Regions from separate parts of the Mus musculus genome. Here region 1 is linked to region 2. Evidence: chromatin contacts called from public promoter capture Hi-C data. All regions are on one chromosome and are shown on one strand. The core of a region is the stretch at or near the end of the contact, and the rest is flanking DNA. Distances in the headings are between cores, read along the strand shown. Region 1 overlaps Lekr1 (leucine, glutamate and lysine rich 1). Region 2 overlaps Tiparp (TCDD-inducible poly(ADP-ribose) polymerase).

Region 1 (2,811 bases), core at 31-2,530, 180 kb before region 2:
AATAGGAAAGGCCTTTAAAACTATAGGTATTAAATGGAGGAATAACACAAAATTACATTGTTTTTTTATAAAAAAAAACTTTTATTTTGAAATAGTTTACAGACAGTAACAAATAGATGTATAGAAAGGTTCCATTTCCCCTTCACTCTACTCTCCAGAGAAGCATTTTGATTTTAACCAGCTGTGCAAAACTCATTTGCGTATGAGTGCTTGTTCTATGCAATTTTAGCACAAGAACAGCATTCTAGTTTGCTTTCTATGGCTGTGATAAACACCCTAAAGCAGCTTGAAGAAGAAAAGGCATATTTCAGACTACAGTTCACAGTCCATCAGAAGGGTAAATCAGGGCAGGGTAACTGACACACAATTCTGGAGACAGTAACTGAAGAGAGGAATGGAGGAATGCTTACAGGCTCACTCCTCATAATTTGCTCACCCTGCTTTCTTATACAACCCAGGACCACTGCCCCGAGAGTGGTAGTGCCTGCAGTGGGCTGAACCCTCCCATATCAACCAACAATCAAGAAAATGCCCCCACAAACTTGGCTTCAGGCCAATCTGATGGGAGTAATTCCTCAGCTAGAGTTCCCTCTTCCTAGGTGACCGTATAATGTCAAGTTAACAAAAAACCCACCCAGGACATATAGTTTCACATAGTTACTACCGCAGTCAAAATATGGGATTGTTGGTATACCATTAAGCTCATTCCCGCTCCTTACTGTCATGATCACTCTCCAGCCTACCAGTACTAGTCCTCGGCTCTTGTTTATACCGACAATGGCATTAGGTCAAGACTGCTGTATAAATGGAACAATAAATGTAGATTTTGATATTGAACCATTTTATGACTGGATTTAAACCCAATCCACAAGACAGAATTCATGCCTGGTACCATTAGCAGAGCCAAAACCAACCAACCAACCAACCTATGGCTGGCTAGGTCATAGACCCTAGGGGAGAACCTACAACCATTATTATGTTAGACTGATGTAGTAATAAACTGCTTCCTACGTTCTATGTGCCACCTCTCAATCCTCACCAGAGAAGCTGTTTTTCACAGATGGTGACTTATACAGAGACCCAAACCTGGTCAGAGTGAAGAGAATAAGAGACTGTGGAGAGGTCAGCATAAGTGAGACATCTCTGTCATGTTCCCCCTCGCAAAGACTCAGGAATCATAACACAAGAGGCAGTTGAGAGTTTACAAGAGCTAACGGTATTTACCAGACACACACAACAGGGCCTTTGTACACATGAACTCACAGTGGCTGTGACCACACAGTCAGGACAGACAAAGGCACAGTAAGAATGGGAGACGAGCTGTGAAGTGCCATCCAAGCTGGGGAACTGTTGTCAACTGGTCTCTATGGGAGAGTCAGGTTAATTTAGGGATTTGGCCCCTGGGAAGCTCCCAGGCTCCAGTAGATGGTCTCATGCCCACAAATACCCAGTCAGTACCAAGTGAACTGAGTGACTTTTAACACAAAAAATATCTGAGGTTGGGCAAGGACAGTGTCGAGGAGGAGAGTGGAGAGACTGGAGGGGAGAGGACATTTGATCAAAACACACTATGAGTTATGAAATTCTCAAACCATAAAAAAGCCTGTGAAAAAATTCTGGAATTGGCTTAAAAAAAAAAAACCTTGAAAAAATTTCCTTCGTTTTCATTCAAGTTACTGCTTGTTTTAATTCTTTCCTTTTTGTTGCTGACTTGGATTGTAAAGAATAGATATAATACTATTTGTCCTTCATCCATGGAACATGTTCACCTCACTACTAATTTAGACTAGCAATATCCACTGAAGCAATATATACTACAAAACTATATGTGTAATTCAAATTTTCTCTTGAAGATTTGAAATTAATTTTAATGGTATATTTAAATCATTATATAAACAGCCCTATTTCATTAAGAGGCTAAACCCACATTTCAAAGACTGATAGCCTGGTGGCTACCATACTAGACTGTAGTTGTGAAACTTTTTCAGGCCTCCCTGGTCTTGGCTTCTGAGGATATTATATTCAACTTATTTTCTAAAGCTTGATGATGTGAAAGTTGTTTGTTCCTGTATCCACTAGAACTTCTGCTAGGTTTGAGATACATTCAAAGAAGCAATAAAAGACCAGAGTCAGCACCTTCCAGGTTCTGCAACTACTTGTCTCAGCTGTGCCCCGGGGCTGAGATCAGGATGATAGTAGTGAGTGAGGAGGAAAAACCTCTTACTCTAGCAAGATCTCAGCTGCATACGCCCATGTCTTTCTTGGGCACACTCACTCCTTGTTTGAGAACTAAGTCTGCAGTCCTTGTGTGTGCATTTCTGCCTTCAACTTTGGAAGAAGATCCTGTGTGCTTTTTCTCAAAGAAACTACAGCCTAGTACCAGAGGATAGACAGTAAACAACAAAAATGAAGAACTGGACATAAATACTCCCAATAGTGGCATACATTATTTAGTATGAAGCAAAGATAAAGAAGCTTAGACAAAGAAGGTGTCAGGATAATGTGCAAAGATGTCTTGGAGGAGGTCCATGTACACTGAAGCATAAAGCCTAAGAGTTGGGAGGGCATTGGCCAGCTCCCCTCGGGAACCTGCAATGCTTCCATCACACCTGTCTTTAATGACACCCTTTGATGAGCAGGTGTTCTTACTCTCGGAGCTTATCAATCTTGTTTGTTTACAGTCCTTACCTTTTGTCTTTCCATCTAAGGTCTTCCTTCAGAGCATTTGGAAGTTTTCATTGTAGAGGTCTTTCACTTCCTGGCTTAGATTTATTCCAGTGTGTTACTAATCTATTGTGCACATGGTCACTA
Region 2 (3,093 bases), core at 88-2,587:
ATATAAACCCACGTTTCAGGGTAAAAGTTGGCTGAAGTTACTCCATCTGGGCAGATGATTTGTGATGAAGTTGCTTCAAGAGGCAGAGAAGCCTGAGTGGGAACCCCACCAAGTGTCCTAAAATGAGAAAAACACTAGGTAAAGCATTCAAAAATTAATACATCTCATATTACATAGTGCTTTGTAGTACTGTCCAACTTTATGACTGAATAGCTTAAATACTTACATACTAATTTTATTTATTTACTTAAGAGAAGCAAAACAAACCCAAGTGTGTAGTGCTTTGTGATGATATCAGCACTCAGTAGATAGAGGCAAGAGAAATACCACCTCAGCCCACCCTGGGAAACTGTCTCAAAATAACAACTCAAAAAACAAACCAAAAGAACCCCATCAAACAAAAACAACAACAGGCTCTTAGAGCAAACACGTTTGCTTATTTCTTGCTTTTTTTCTGAGGAGACAACTCTGAAATGCACTGCTTCAGACCAAATAGTCAAGGAGCAACTTACAAGTATCTTTACTTCTGAATCTTCCTAGAGTCCTCTTTTGTATATACAGTTTAAAAAAGATTTGTCTCAAAGAAACAACGATAATTTACATGCTTCTTTCAGCTGACACTAAGCAGAAAAATTACTATCACTATAGACTATGTAGGATGGGAAATAAGGTACGGGAGGTGTTAAATTGGAACTTCTGGGGTTAAAAATTAAAACCTTTACTTTCTATATAAAAAGTAACAAAAGTCATGAAGCAGGCATTCACTTTCTAATACTAAAATTAAAACAATCACTAAATATTATTCCAGTTTTACAATTTTAGATGTAATTAAGATGAAACTGGGGAGCCTTTAATCCCAGCACTCCGGAGGCAGAGGCAGGTGGATTTCTGAGTTCAAGGCCAGCCTGGTCTACAAAGTGAGTTCCAGGACAGCCAGGGCTACACAGAGAAACCCTGTCTCAAAAAAAAAAAAAAAAAAAAAAAAAAAAAGAAAAGAAACTGGGGGCCTATTAAGGGTAGATGGGCTCAAGTAAAAAAGTGATGACCTATGATACTTAATGCACTGGATTCAATCTCCGGGCCCCTCCCCCAAATAGAGCAGATTCCAGAGGGTGCACAATTCAATCTTTAAATTCAACTTTGTTACTTTCAAAGATGAATTACATAAATAATAGGTTTACTTTTTCCTGTCTGGTTCATATATTTAAATCATACTTTTTAGCTTTTTCAAAACAAGGAAAAGGGAAGAAGCAAAGAATCAGGAAATCCTGACCCTGAGACCTAGTTTCAGTGTCAGGGTATTGTAACACTCGCTCATCAGTACATGGTGGTCACAAGGAAGGAGTAATGCCTGCCAAGTGGATTTGGAAATTGACATTTTCAAAAGAGTTTTGTGACCCAGAGGTTATAGTTGTATATGAACATTCGTCTCTAAAGTACATATCACCGCTGTCATTAGTCGCCCACTGAGCACACACTATATATTTCATTCACAATGTCCCTGCCACACGAACTGCAATATGGTTTGATTATCCCCCTCCTCAAATAAACAAACAGTTCAGAGTAGTTAATGATTCTGTCCTGATATAGCAGACATATTTTAAAATCCAGGCTTATTTCTTTCCACTTCCACATTTCACAATTTACAATAAAATAAAGCTACTAATATGGTAGATCCAGGCTGATTTGTCTGACTCTTAGCACTGTTACTGGTATTGCCACTACTCCTTAGTAAGAAGATGGCTTATTAAGTTAATGCTATAGAAACACAATTGCCCTCTCTAATCCCTGACAGCTTCATGTAAGTAGCTGTGCCTTCAATTCAATGCTCCCCAAAGCCCTTTTGTAAGACAAAGCTCTAAGTGAGTGGACTTAGGACCCCTACCACCCTCATCTGAAATTCAGGGGCAGATTTAAGTAGTCCCTCCGTCTATTACAACAAAAGACTCATATTTCTTGTGTTTTGGATCATTTTCTGAGAGCTGACAAATTCCTTTGGAGACTTGGCACAGGTTTATTTTCCTGTTAAAATGTTTTTCACTGGTATGCTTTTCTAAAGAGACGCTCCACTGCTTTAATCAGTCTCAAAAAACTCTGGCTCTTCTTAAAGTATCATCACTGTTCTGAACAAATTACAGAAGAGCCTCCATTTAGCCCCTAACTCCTACCCTGATTTGCCAAGGTAGGTACTAGCCTACCTGGCTTTCCATTACTGTTAGGGTTTGACATTTCCAACAAGGTAAGACTCTTCCCCAACATTCTACTAAGACTTATTTGTTATTTACATCTGGCATTCAGAATGGGTTTCATTATGTTATAGTTGCCTATGATGGTTCATCTTACAGGATTCAGAATAACACAGGAAATAAACCTTTTTGCATTCTGTAAAGATGTTCCCATGGCTGGTCTGAGTCTCAAGACTGAATAAAAAGAAAGACAGCAAACATTCTTTTCTTTATTTTCTGGCTGTAGATGTAACACGAGCAGCTATCTCACATAGCTTCTATCATAACTTCCCTGCCACGATCAACTGTACCTTAAACCAAGAGCCACAACAGACTGTTCCTTCCTTAAGTTTTGCTTTTGTCAGGTTTTTTGTTAAAGCAACGAGAGAAGTAAATAATTCACATGTATGCCTTTGTACTTTGTTCATTCCGTGTCTGTTTACTGTCCCCCATCCTCCTCCTAGACTTCCTGTTCCACTTTCATGCCTGTCTTACAGATATATTGCTTAATCTGATCCTATAGAAGACAAAACATGCAATAACTGTTTGTGTGACGCTGGCTTATTTCCTTTAATATGAGCTCCAGGACTATCCATTTCCTTTCAAAAGACTTTCTTTTCCTTTGTGGACGAGTAAAACCAAGCATACATATAACACATTTTTCTCTGTTGATGAGCATGTAGGATGATTATTTATTAGTGCAACAATAAGCACAAATATGCAGATATTCTAAATTCCCTACATGGATAACACCGACTCCCACATATACATACTTTCATCAGGCTAATATTCTAACTTTACTGAAACATATACAAAGGCATGTATCATGATGGACTTTTATACTTATACTTGCCATTTTAAAGTATGT

What was found. Capture Hi-C pulls out chosen DNA fragments and counts their contacts.
Region 1: a contact with region 2 is called in a promoter capture Hi-C map of adipose tissue. The contact joins two enhancer-like sites. A contact is called at or near these places in 2 of 484 Hi-C or Micro-C datasets (nephron progenitors and uterus) and 1 of 9 other capture datasets (adipose tissue).

Annotation. Positions count from the first base shown.
Region 1 is chr3:65,733,225-65,736,035 of GRCm38.p6, reverse strand. The region is part of intron 5 of Lekr1 (leucine, glutamate and lysine rich 1); the gene reads right to left. Among named protein-coding and RNA genes, the nearest start is that of Gm25755, 37 kb to the left of the region's middle. Within about 2 kb of position 1,280, at least 10 of the 459 cell types and tissues checked have an H3K27ac peak or open chromatin away from gene starts, as enhancers often do. A contact at or near this core is called in adipose tissue, where this site is marked.
Region 2 is chr3:65,549,560-65,552,652 of GRCm38.p6, reverse strand. It overlaps Tiparp (TCDD-inducible poly(ADP-ribose) polymerase), which reads right to left. Exons shown (of 6, transcript NM_178892.5): 5 at 1-117. Among named protein-coding and RNA genes, the nearest start is that of 4931440P22Rik, 22 kb to the right of the region's middle. Within about 2 kb of position 1,337, at least 6 of the 459 cell types and tissues checked have an H3K27ac peak or open chromatin away from gene starts, as enhancers often do. A contact at or near this core is called in adipose tissue, where this site is marked.